2 separate regions of the Sus scrofa genome follow, and region 2 is linked to region 1. A link is a contact called in public HiChIP or PLAC-seq data. All regions are on one chromosome and are shown on one strand. Each heading gives the region's core, a stretch centred on a gene start, on an enhancer-like site or on the middle of the called end of the contact. The rest is flanking DNA. Distances are from core to core; before and after follow the strand shown.

Region 1 (6,167 bases), core at 2,688-5,187:
TTCCTCTCTCTTTTTAGAGCATTTTCAGGTTTGTGTGTCAGCCCTGTGATGGCAAGTGCCCTTCTGCATTAGTCTCCACTTCCCCTTATGTGCGTGGTGGAAAGCGCTAGTCACCAAATGCAGAGCCCCGTTCACCCCCCAGCATGAGAGTGGGCCCAGAACCCGGCAGGGGCAAGGTCTGCGGGTGGTCAGGGATCCAGGTGGGGTAGGACAACGACTGTGGGTACCGAGGTCCAGAGCCAGCTAAGCCTGGATGAGCAAGTTTTACATTTGCATCTGTCCCCACCCTAGGCCCCTCTGACCAAAGCTATGTTTATTTCACTGAAGGTGGCTTTTCTAGGGCAGCATAGTAGACAAAGCCCAGGACCTGGACTCTTGAGTCTGAGATCTGTGTTCTGGACCTGGCTCCAGTACTTTATAGCTTTGTAATTCATTTCTGTCTCCCTGAGCTTCTGTTTCTCTCATTTGTCGAAAAAGATGAGCACCTGCCCTGTGTTACCTACTAGGGGCTTTTGCATCCATTAAGATTTTTGTGAAAGTGGTGTGTAGCTCTGAAGAGCTGGGCTGTTATTCCAAGAGGCCACATGGCAGAGAGGCCGGCACCTGTACCCTGGTATCTGATACATGTGTGTCCAAACCCCAGTGTAGCCATGTATTAGCTATGTGACCTGAACACAGTATGCCAGCATTTACAGTATCCGGAGCCTGTTTCCCCACCTAGGGGCCATGTTCTTGGGCTGCCCTTTCTTTCTGTGGGCCCAGAGCGGGTGTTTCAATGGCCGGCCACAGATATAATTTTCTTAATAGATCTGGATACTTATTTTTTTTTTTTTCAGTTTCTGTGCAAGTTTTGCAGGAGAAGGAGGTGCTGGGCCTCCCACTGATGGGTAATGGGGAGCCAGGGAGACCATGGTGGCTCCCAGGAGCCACCATGGGACTAAGGCAGCCAGAGCCAGGGGGACTAAGGAACTCTTAGGGGCAGAAGCCCCCCTGAGAGCTCTGAGAAGAGGCCTCTCCTTTGGGCTGGGGGTTCTGGGACTTCCGGACCCACCTGCCCTTCAACAGCCCCTGGGACTCTCAGCTCAGCCTCTTTGCAGCAGAGAGTGGTAGCAATGAGTAGTATTTGGTATTGTTGGGTCCTTGGAGCCTGGCCATCAATGGCCCTTTTGGAAGTGCCCCATCCCAAGAGCCTGGCCCCTTAGCGTCCTGTGCCATCACCCTCTTATGCCCACTAATGCTCCGTGGCTGAGCCTGAGTGTTGGAGTGTGATGCCCCAGTAGGGAGCAGAACCTCAGCACAGGAATCAAGGTGGTGGCCACGGCAGCTGGTTCTGGGCTTTGCCTTCCCTTAGTAGGCTGGACCTTTGAGGAGCAGGAAGCAGGAGCAAGGCAGGAGGGTGAAGCCAAGGAGGCTGGGGGTGGGGCAGAGGCACCTCACAGCCTGGGAGTGGCTTGAGGGGTTGGGGCTGAGACCAGAAAAAGGGTGGGTGCCTGGAGTCCTTGGCTGAGCCATGGGGCCTGGAGGAGCATGTGTGGTGGGGGGAGGGGGAGGAGATGGAGTGGGGGAGGGTGGTCTCTGCCTGCCGAGGAGGGATTTAACCTCCTGCTATCAGCTGCCAGCTTCCCTCATAATCCGGCAGGATCAGTCGAGTGTGTTTATGCATCTCCAGTGGACGAGGCTCTTGTCTTGCTGCAGTGCATGTATTCTGTCACCTGTGTCACCTTGGGTCTCCCCACCTCCCCCTTCACCTTCTCACTGTCTGCCCTTCCCCACCTTCCTCAGCAAGGTTATTATTTAGGGGGCAAATCATGTGTATTCAGACCTGGTATTTTATCACTTGTGATCAAAGGAACAGGGTTGGCTTCGAGTTTAAAATTTATTCTACCTGAACAAAAATAGAGCACTAAGCAGATGACAAAGAATGATGTTTATTCTGCTTATTTAGAAGAACTCACTCTTTTTAAAATAAATTTTATTGAAGAATAGTTGACTTACAATGTTGTGTTAATTTCTGATGTATAGCAAAGTGACTCAGTTTTACATGTATGTATTCTCTCTCATATTCTTTTGTGGTTTATCACAGGATATCTGATATAGTTCCCTGTGCTATAGTAGGACCCTGTTGTTTATCCATCCTGTATATATACTAGTTTGCATTTGCTATTCTCAAACTCCCAATTCGTCCCTCCCCTTCCTCTCCTCTCCCTTGGCAACCACAAATCTGTTCTCTATGTCTGTGATTCTGTTTCATAGATAGGATCATTTGCGTCCCATTTATTTATTTATTTATTTATTATTTTTGGTCTTTTTAGGGCCACACCTGAAGCATATGGAGGTTTCCAGGCTAGGGGTCGAATTGGACCTGTAGCTGCCAGCCTACGCCACAGCCACAGCCACACCAGATGTGAGATGCATCTTCGATCTACACAACAGCTCATGGCAATGCTGGATCCTTAACCCACTGAATGGGGCGAGGTAATGAGCCTGCGTCCTCATGGATGCTAGTCAGATTTGTTTCTGCTGAGACATGACAGGAACGCCTGCGTCCTGTTTTAGATTGCATGTCTAAGTGGTATATGATATTCATCTTCCTCTCTCTGACTGACTGTGCTTAGTATGATAATCTCTAGGTCCATCCATGTTGCTGCAAATGGCATTATTTTTTATGGCTGAGTAATATTCCATTATATATATAATATATTCCTATTATATGTTAATAATATATATATATATATATATCTCCACAGCATCTTTATCCATTCATCTGTTGATGGACATTTAGGTTGTTTCCATGTCTTGGCTATTGTGAATAGTGCTGCGTGAACATAGGGGTGCATATATCTTTTCAAATTACAGTTTTGTCTGGATATATGCCCAGGAGTGGAATTGCTGAATCATATGGCAACTCTATTTTTAGTTTTTCAGGGAACCTTCATACTGTTTTTCATAGTGGATGTACTAATTTACATTCCCTCCAACAGTGTGAAAGAGTTCCCTTTTCTTCATGCCCTCTCCAGCATTTATTATTTGTAGACTTTTTGATGATGGCCATTCTGATTGATGTGAGGTGATACTTCATTGCAGTTTTTTTTTTTTTTTTTCTGCACCTGAGCATGTAGTAGTTCCCGAGTCAGGGATGGAATCCTTGCCACTGCAGTGACAACACAGGATCCTTCACCCGCTGCACCACAAGAGAACTCTGATCTCATTTTAGTTTTTTTGGGTTTTTTTTTTTTGCTTTTTTAGGGCCGCACCCATGGCATACAGAGGTTCCCAGGCCAGAGGTCTAATCGGAACTACAGCTGCCAGCCTGCACCATAGCCACAGCAATGCCAGATCCAAGCCACATCTGCAACCTACACCACAGCTCACGGCAACGCTGGATCCTTAACTCCCTGAGCAAGGCCAGGGATCAAACTCGCAACCTCATGGTTCCTAGTCAGATTTATTTCTGCTGCGCCACGATGGGAACTCCTCATTGTGGTTTTGATTTGCATTTCTCTAATACTTAGCGATGATGAGCATCTTTTCATGTGCCTGTTGGCCATCTGTGCATTAGAAGAACCCAGTCTTACCTAACCCTCTGTGCTGGCATTTGCACGCAAGGCATGTGTGACTGGGCAAGCAGAGTGGTGCTAAGTAAATGAGTGAATGGTACACGATGCTGTTGCTGGAGGTTGGTACCTATGGAGGCGGGCCCTCCCTTTTCTCCTTAGTGCAACATATATACTCGGTGCTAAACTCATGTTCTGCATCCTCAGTCACTCCTCTCTGAGGTTGGGTGGAGATCTTAGCCTCTCCAGGTTCTACCTGGATTCCTGAGCTCCCTGGGTCTCTGAACAACTCTATCAACAGCAGTAGTTACTATTGCTTGTTGAGCCGGGCACCAGGCCTTGGAAGAGCTCTGGGGCTTGCCAAATCATGCGGCAGTGGAGCTTCCCTGTCTGACCTCTAGACCAGAGCTCCCAGCCTCCACAAGGCTGGGGTGGCGCATCATCCACCCTTCCTGGCCGGGCATAGATCTTATCACAGGTAAATGTTTGCTTCCAGCTGGGGGCTCTGGGCGCTCCGTCTGGCACACTCTGTCCTGGGAATTGAAACCTTGTTCTTCCTTGTTCTGTTCTTTCTGCCTGACATGGACTGTGAGGGACCCTCTGTCTTGTCCAGGTGGGCCACGATGGCCCTGAGGCCCAGACCTGGGGAGCAGGAGCAGGAGGAGGTGTGTTTGGGTCTCAGGGGGTCTGAGAAAGGGTTGCTTGGTGCTGGGCCCAGGGCCTGGGAGGCGCACCCAACTCGAGGCTGTTTTCTCAGATTCCCTTTTGGTCTCCACCCCCGCCTCTGCACCTGTTGTGTTCCCATCATCCTGGGCGGCTGGCAGCTGTCACTGCTGGGGCACCTGTCCCAGCCCCTGAGGACACCCTGTGAGCTCCCTGGCTTGAGTTGCCCTATAGCTACAGCCTGAACTCAGCTCTCTGTCCCTGAGCCCCTCTGTCCTCATCTCCATGTGTGCTCTGGCTCTGGCTCTCCCGAACTCTAGGGAGCAGCCTCCACTCTCATCTTGGTGTGGGAGGAAGCTTTGGGTGGGAGGGGTTCCCTGCTCCCCATTCTCCAGCAGCAGGCGCAATCTAATCGGGCACGGCGCTGGCCCTGGCAGGTCAGCCTCAAACCCCGAATGCCAGGTGACTCATCGGCTCAATCAAATTATCCATTGATATTGATAAAAAAGACACTGTAGCAACCAGGGTCTGCCTCCCAGCCCCTCCCGGCAGGGCCGCCTCCCCTCCCTGACCTCTGTCTGTACCAGGCCCCTCTGCCCACCTCCTAAAGAGAAGTTATCCCCTGTCATTGTCCAGTCTTGTCCTTAACCGCCACATTTGTCACATTAAACGCCAAAAGACATGAAACCTGAGTTCATATCCTCCTTATCCTCTACCCACTGCGTAACCACAGGAGAGTCTGCAATTCACTAGGTTTCCTTTGCTACATTGAAAGCAGTGGCTGGACCCCATGCACCCTGGAGGCTCCTCCCGCTCGGAGGTCTTGGCGTCTGTGATTTCCCTGGTTGCAGGTTTTATTCTGCAGTTGCTGGGTCTGCTGTAGACTTTACACTCCGAGACGTGCCAGGTCTTGAGGGATGTGGATGAGAAAGGATGTGGTGGGGAGAGGGCCGAGGTGGGGAGCTCACTGGAGACCAAGATGGCACCCAGGAGGGAAGAGGGGCAGGCGGAAAGGGGTCAGGAGACAGGTTGATGGCGGGGTGGGGGTGGTAGGGGGCTGCTGGGGGAGGGTCTCAGGAGCTGAATGAGTTCAGAGAGCCGGGGTTGGGGTGGGAGCAGAGTTTCCCTGGATGGTGACACAAGGTGCTGGCTAGGGGGCTGGCCAGGAGGGGAGGGGTTCTTTCTAGAGCCTGGGCAGGGTTTCTGCTTTGCCAGGGCTTTGAGGGACTACAGCCCCCACCCAGGTCACAGATGGGTCTGCTTTCTGCAAGATTTCCAGGATGGGCTCTCCTGTTGGCAGGTAGAAAGTCCGGTCTAATGCGAGTCCACAATCTCCTGGCCTTCTTTTAGGATCCATCCTGGATGTCATCTTCCATCTACTGGAAAATTCCTAGCCTCTGCTTCTACCCAGAACATGTCTGATTCCTTAAGGAGAAGGTCGCTGTCCCCTTGTCTTGTCTCCTTGTCTTCTCTTCCCCAAGCAAGAGAAGCACTGCTCTCTGACCTGTCCTGGAAAGAGCGTGAATTTTGATGGCTGGCAGATGTGGTTTTGAACTCGGGCTTGAGTGTAACCCAGTTGAAGTCCACGTCAGTGCAGCCTCTCTGAGTCTCTGTTTTATATTCTGCAAGATGCGGATGATTATAATCCTGCAGGGATGTGTGGGGTTAGGTGCGATGATGTGTGTGAAATACTTAGGAGCCCAGGGCCTGGCTTGCAGGAAGTGTTCTCTAATTCGTGGCACTTGTAGTCACTTCTGTAGATTTGCTGGTAGATTCCCCATTCACAGCCCCTTTTCACATCCTTTCTGGCTACAGAACAAAGCACTGCCAACATTCAGCCAGAGCCAAAGGAACCTCACTCCTTGATCTCAGCGTGGCTTCTGCCTGGCTTCAGAAGGGCAGTCGCTGGGTCTTGCTCACTGGTGGGTCCCTCGTTGGCATTCAGTGAAT
Region 2 (6,406 bases), core at 3,675-6,174, 300 kb after region 1:
CCAGCAGAAGCCCCTGCCACCCTGGGGCAGCCCAGGATGGGGACCAAGCATATAAGGCACAGTGACAGCGTGAAACAGCACCGCCTGGAGGGAGGGGGTCAAACACACCTGACTTTGTGCTTGACTGACAATGCAACCCCAAATTTCTAAACCTAGTCTCCGTATGAGAAAAATGAGGTGAAAAATGCATATCTTCAGGCCTGTGTCAGGACCGGACATTTTAAGTGAAAGGCTTGGCAGTGTCTGGCACAAAATAGCAATTCAATACGTGGTAGTTGTATGACGATGGTGCCCACGTAATACAGGTCAAGGTCTCCTTTGTCACTGGGTGAGAATATTCCTGGAGAAGGGAAAACAGCCGGGGCTCTCTGCGGGGACCACACGGTGACGGGCGGAAGTACAGACTGGCCCACGCCCACGCCATCCCTTACAGAGCCCACTCTGCAAGTTCACGGTCAGCACTGGGCAGCACCCCCACCCCTCACTCCCTGGAGCTGCCATCAGATAAGAGTGATCCATTTCCGCCAGGTCTGAAGTTCACACTCCAGGGATCCCAAAGACGGACCAGAGGGCCCCCCACGCCCCACTGCATAATTCATGCTGCACTGACACACCCAGAGGAAGGAATCCTGCCCCCACCCCACCGTGCACCTCCGCCCAGGCTTTGGGAGGGTGGCTTCCTCACCAGGCAAAGGGAAATGACAGCAAAAGGCCAGAGAAAGCAGCCAGGGAGTGAGGGGCAGAAAGCACAGCTGTTTCCCCTTTGCTAACTAAGCCCCCTGGAGGTCACTTCCTCCCCTCAGGTAACAGTGGGGATATTTGGGACTGGACATTGCTCTGTCTCTACCGGCTGGTAAAAATGACGGGCTTGGAAAGACACAAAGCGTAGTTCCCAGAGGTGGTTTTCTAGAAAACATCTTCACTGGAGGCCTAAAAGGATCCTGAGCCAACCCTGGCTGCAGGCTTCTCGGTGGACGTAGCACGGCAAGGAAACCTTGTCCTAAAACACCCCAGCATCAGGAGAAGCTCCTTGCGGTAAAGCATCCTCTTCCCAAACGACTAAGAAATCAGGCTGGGGGATCTAGGACCCCTTCACACAGCTATTTTCTCTGGGCTCATTGTTTTCCAAAGCAGCTTGCATAACCACCCTCCCCTCCGCAAGGGAGGACAGAAAGCAAACAACCAGCCCATTTTTTAGATGGGCAAATGGAGATCTGGTGGAGAAGGTGACATATGGGAGGTCTCACATTTCGAGAAGCCAACCAGCCAGGCCTCAGGGGGAATCTCTGGGGGCCCAGTCTCCCCAGGTGCTTCATGATTAAGGGCTGGGAGACTTCCATGGGGACAGGGCCAGCTCTGGAGCCAGCAGGCCTGGGTCAGGGCAGGCACTTCTCCACGCACAGCTGAGAAGTACTGGCAACTCACGTAAGCTTTCTGGGCATCCTCGTTTCTCGGCGTCCTCGTCGGCACAACATGGATGCAGGCAGTAACGAACGCTTTGGTGGGCTATTTGGAGAGTTTTTGTGAAAAACTCAACATACAGGAAGCATTCGGAGATGTTAGCTGTTGTTTTTATTATTACGTTTTCCCTGAAGAATAAAGCCCACCAGAATATCTGGCAGAGGGGTGGGGGGTAAATAAATGAAGAGGTAGTCTGAAGCACTGTATTTAAAACTATACTAAGTTCAGGAGTTCCTGCTGCGACTCGGCGGTAACAAACCCGACTAATAACCGTGAGGATGTGGGTTCAATCCCTGGCCCCGGACAGTGGGTTAAGAATCCAATGTTGCTGTGGCTGTGGTATAGGCCAGCAGCTTCAGCTCTGAGTCCACTTCTAGCCTGAGAACTTCCATATGCCATGGGTGTGACCCTAAAAAGAATTTTTTTTTAAGTAAAACAACAACAACAACAACAACAAAACTTTAAAACAAGTTCAGAGATGTTGAAGTTGAGGACAACGTTGGCCTGAATGTTTCAGGGAGCACAGAGACCTCAGAGATGCCCTGGGCTCCCCCCAGACACCCCAAGGACAGGGGTCTCCTCTCTCTTGCTGCTGAGGAGCTTCAGGGCAGTGCTCAGGAGTGGGGATAGAAATGACTGTACAGATGGCCAGCAAACACATGAAAAAATGCTCAACATCACTAATTATAAGAGAAATGCAAATCAAAACTACCATGAGATACCACCTCACACCAGTTAGAATGGCCATCACTAGTAAGTCCACAAATAACAAGTGCTAGAGGGGTTGTGGAGAAAAGGGAACCCTCCTGCACTGCTGATGGGAATGTAAACTGGTACAGCCACTATGGAGAACAGTTTGGAGATACCTTAGAAATCTATACATACAACCTCCACATGACCCCGCAATCCCACTCTTGGGCATATATCTGGACAAAACTCTACTTAAAACAGACACAGGAATCCGCATGTTCATTGCAGCACTATTCACCATAGCCAGGACATGGAAACAACCCACATGTCTATCCACAGATGATTGGATTCAGAAGATGATGTATATATACACAATGGAATACTACTCAGCCATAAAAAAGAATGACATAATGCCATTTGCAGCAACATGGATGGAACTAGAGAATCTCATACTGAGTGAAATGAGTCAGAAAGACAAAGACAAATACCATATAATATCACTTATAACTGGAATCTAATATCCAGCACAAATGAACATCTCCACAGAAAAGAAAATCATGGACTTGGAAAATAGATTTGTGGTTGCCTGATGGGAGAGGGAGGGAGTGGGAGGGATCGGGAGCTTGGGGTTATCAGATACAACTTAGAATAGATTTACAAGGAGATCCTGCTGAATAGCATTGAGAACTATGTCTAGATACTCATATTGCAGCAGAACAAAGGGTGGGGGGAAAATGTATACATGTAAGGATAACTTGATCCCCTTGCTGTACAGTGGGGGAAAAAAATAAATAAATAAAAATAAATAAATAAATAAATAAATAAATAAATAAAATAGCCTGTTGATTCAAAGAAAAAAAAAAAAGAAAAGAAATGACTGTACTGCAACCCCCTGCTGCATACCAGGCCCTGCCAGCCAGCAGGGGCCACAGGCCTTACTGCTCCCCTCCCTACTCTCCCCCCTCCCCTCCCTCCCCAGACCTCTGGGGTGCAATCAACTTTTATGAGGCAGCCTGACCCCTTGGAGTAAGAGCTATAAACAGAGAGGGGCTGGGCTCCAGGCTGCCAGCTAAAGAGACCTCAAGGCAGAGCTGCAGACACAGTTCCTGTCCTTACTGAGCTCTGTTCCTGCCATGGCTGCAAGAACAACTCTAGAGCCAGGTCAGGGGCCCCAGAAGGACCCTACAGCGACAAGCAGCTCCCTTTCCGCTGCAATCCTTGGGAGGAGCAGAAGGTGCAGAGGTGTCTATACACAAAATTCTGAGTTCCCTAGCCTGGTATGGGAGGCTCTCAGAAGCTGGCCCACCCCTCCTCCTCCTTCTCCTCCTCCACCCCCTCCTCTTCTCCCTCAACACGGGTTTTGCCCACATTCTCCTAATGTGCTCCACCTCCAGCACTGCTGCTTTTCCCCTTCTTGAAATGCCCTTCCACTTTTCCTCCCACCTCAATCCTATCCCTTCCCGTCCAAATCCTACCTACTCCCCAAGGCGCATCACAAAGCTCGCCTTCTTCAGGCTGCCAGTCCTGGCTGAACACTCCAGTTCACAGAGAGCTTTCCCCTCCGAAAAGCTTTAGGACTTAATCATTATTAGAACAAATACCTATGCTGCACTTAACATGTGCCGGGTACCGTTCTAAGCTCTTTACATTTGTTAACTCGACCTTCACCCCAACCCTTTGAGCTAGGTCCCATTTTCCCCTCTGTTTGTTGTGGTTGTTGTTTAAACAGATGAGGAAACAGAGGCACGTTCTCTAGAAGCAGCGTGCACTGGGTCCCACAGTAGTAGGTGGGAGAGACAGGATTCCAGCCCAGGGACACAAGGACCCAGGGGCTCTCTGACATCGCAGCCTTCCAGATACAGGTCATCCTCTCAGGGGGTGTGGCCTGGACTCCCGGGTTATTTTCATGGCCCCTCTCTCACTGACTCAGCTCTAATGGGGAAGAAAGTGACAAGCTCACAGAGCCGGTGTCAGAGGCCAGGTTAAGAACTCCAGCTTCACCAGTGAATTACTCTGAGTGAGAGGCACATAAACTCTCTTTGACTCTATTTTCACATCTGTAAAACACCTACGTACTTCAAGGGGTTGTCATGACACTTAAATTAAATCCCCCTGAAAAGCCTCTTCTGCACTGCCTGGCACATTGTAGGTACTCGCATGCTGGTTCTTCCCCTTTTCACGCATCTTGACATCTTTGTTGGGCTCTGCTCAGCACCTGCTGCTGCTGTGACCTGCCAGGAGGTTACCTGGGGGTTCCTGTGGCTCATCCTCCCACCCTCCACTACAAGTAGCAGCAGCCCAGGCGCCCAGGCGAGAAACACATAGCTCTGGGAATCGCCTCTTGAAACGCTGATCACCCTCCTGGACTCTTCCATTATTTTTGGCAACGGCCATGGCAGAGAACACCTCTGGCGCTGGCTCAGAACCTATTTCCAAAGCCAGAATCTCCACCTCATTTCCCACACACACCCCTTGTCCTTCCTGTTCCCTGGATCCCTGTCCTAATCCATGATCCCTTTCCTGGATTCTCAGAACTCAAGAGGAGTAAGTGTGACTACCGTATGTATAACTCTCTTATTTTTTCATTTTACTTAATAAAGAGGAAAAATAGAACAGAGGTGCCTGGTGGACTTTTCTGGCCAAGGAGGAGTCTGGTCAGTGACTCAGGCTAAGGAAATTAGAAGGCAATTTCCAGGGACCGCTGTGCAAACCCCAAAGTCAGAAGTCCTAACAACACTCCTCTAGTTCACAGCCTTTGCTGGCCATTAACTCATGCTGGCCCCAGAATAGCTCTCTGGAAAATGCAGCAGCTGGTGCTTATATTTCTGGAGCTGGAACCGTCTCCTATGACATCAAATGGGTTTATTTTTCCCTTCTCTTTGCCTCCCCTCTGCCTGCTACCACACACAGCGATTCCAATCCTGATTTGTCCCCCAAACCCTCACTCAGCTCTAAAGAGGGCCATGATGCATGGTGGGCTGCACTCCCTCTCCCAACAGCCTTGAAGGATGTGGTCGGTCGTTCCATGAGCAGGAACCCTTGTCAGACCTGTGAATCATGCCTAGCTCACTTCCCTCTTTGGAGAAGAAGAAACTGTTCTCGTGTGAGAGAGCGACAGAGAGAAAGAAAACAGGCAAGACTGCTAAGCCCTGTGTGGCACTGACCTTGGGGCTAGGATCCTATTTGACCTTGCCCTTACCCGTAGCACCTCTACTCCTCTCCCCCAACACATGCGCCTTCCCTTCTCCTTCCCAACATCCCAGGAAGCCATCACTAGGTCAGCTCCAGGAAGCCCTCCAGGTCTGAACAGCTGCTCCTTGTTTATCTGTTTCTCGTGTATGCTGGGCGTTTTCCACAGGGCATGCAGCCTACTTTCCCATCAGACTGTGAACAGCTGAGCCTTCCTTTTTTGCCTCAGTCTTTCCTCCTCTGGCAGCTGCACCTATCGAGTCCTAAAAGTACTCAAAGTGTTTTTGGTGATGAGGAACATCGGATGGAAACGACTTTATGTTGAGTACCCATGACGGGGGCCGGGTCCTAAGTAGGAGCTTTGCCCCCAAATTATCTCAGATCCATTTCCCCAAAGCCCTGAGAGGCTACGGGTGAGGAAACAGACTCAGAGTGGCTGGCCTAAGGTCATACATGTAGGAAGAGCCAGAGGTGGGATTCGAAGCCTGATCTGCCCAACACCACTCATTCCAAAGGGGAACTGGCCTGAGAGGACCCTTCCCACACTGCAGCTGCAGCCTTCCTCCCGTGGGGCTGGATCCACAGTCTAAGGGCTTAACTAAAAATGAAGGGCAGAGGCGTTCCCATTGTGGCTCAGAGGAAACAAATCTGACTAGCATCCATGAGGACACAGGTTCAATCCCTGGCCTCATTCAGCGGGTTAAGGATCCGGCGTTGCCGTGAGCTGTGGTATAGGTCACAGACGTGGCTCGGATCCCACCTTGCTGTGGCTGCGGCGTAGGCTGGTGGCTACAGCTCCGATTCGACCCCCTGCCTGGGAAACTCCATGTGCTCTAAGTGCAGCCCTAAAATAAATAAATAAAAACAAAAATGAAGAGCAGAGAAATGAGGGGGTCTGAGGCCAACCGCTAAAAATGTTGCTCCCAGACTCAAGACTAAAATCCGTTCTGCTCTACACACACAGGAGAATGTATTATTTCTACAGGATGGGTCCTTAATTTATCACCTCAAGCATCACTGGGAAGCAGATATCATCTTGGATTTGTCCCACCCCTCCTGCTTCATA

What was found. HiChIP or PLAC-seq counts read pairs in DNA pulled down with a chosen protein or histone mark.
Region 2: a contact with region 1 is called in an H3K27ac HiChIP or PLAC-seq map of skeletal muscle. The contact joins two enhancer-like sites. A contact is called at or near these places in 1 of 5 promoter capture datasets (liver) and 1 of 2 datasets of contacts at active chromatin or transcription factors (skeletal muscle).

What each region holds. Positions count from the first base shown.
Region 1 is chr14:114,470,259-114,476,425 of Sscrofa11.1, forward strand. All of the region lies in intron 1 of NEURL1 (E3 ubiquitin-protein ligase NEURL1), which reads left to right. Among named protein-coding and RNA genes, the nearest start is that of NEURL1, 36 kb to the left of the region's middle. Within about 2 kb of position 3,938, at least 4 of the 83 cell types and tissues checked have an H3K27ac peak or open chromatin away from gene starts, as enhancers often do. A contact at or near this core is called in skeletal muscle, where this site is marked.
Region 2 is chr14:114,766,202-114,772,607 of Sscrofa11.1, forward strand. The region is part of intron 1 of SH3PXD2A (SH3 and PX domain-containing protein 2A); the gene reads right to left. Among named protein-coding and RNA genes, the nearest start is that of SH3PXD2A, 7.8 kb to the right of the region's middle. Within about 2 kb of position 4,925, at least 27 of the 83 cell types and tissues checked have an H3K27ac peak or open chromatin away from gene starts, as enhancers often do. A contact at or near this core is called in skeletal muscle, where this site is marked.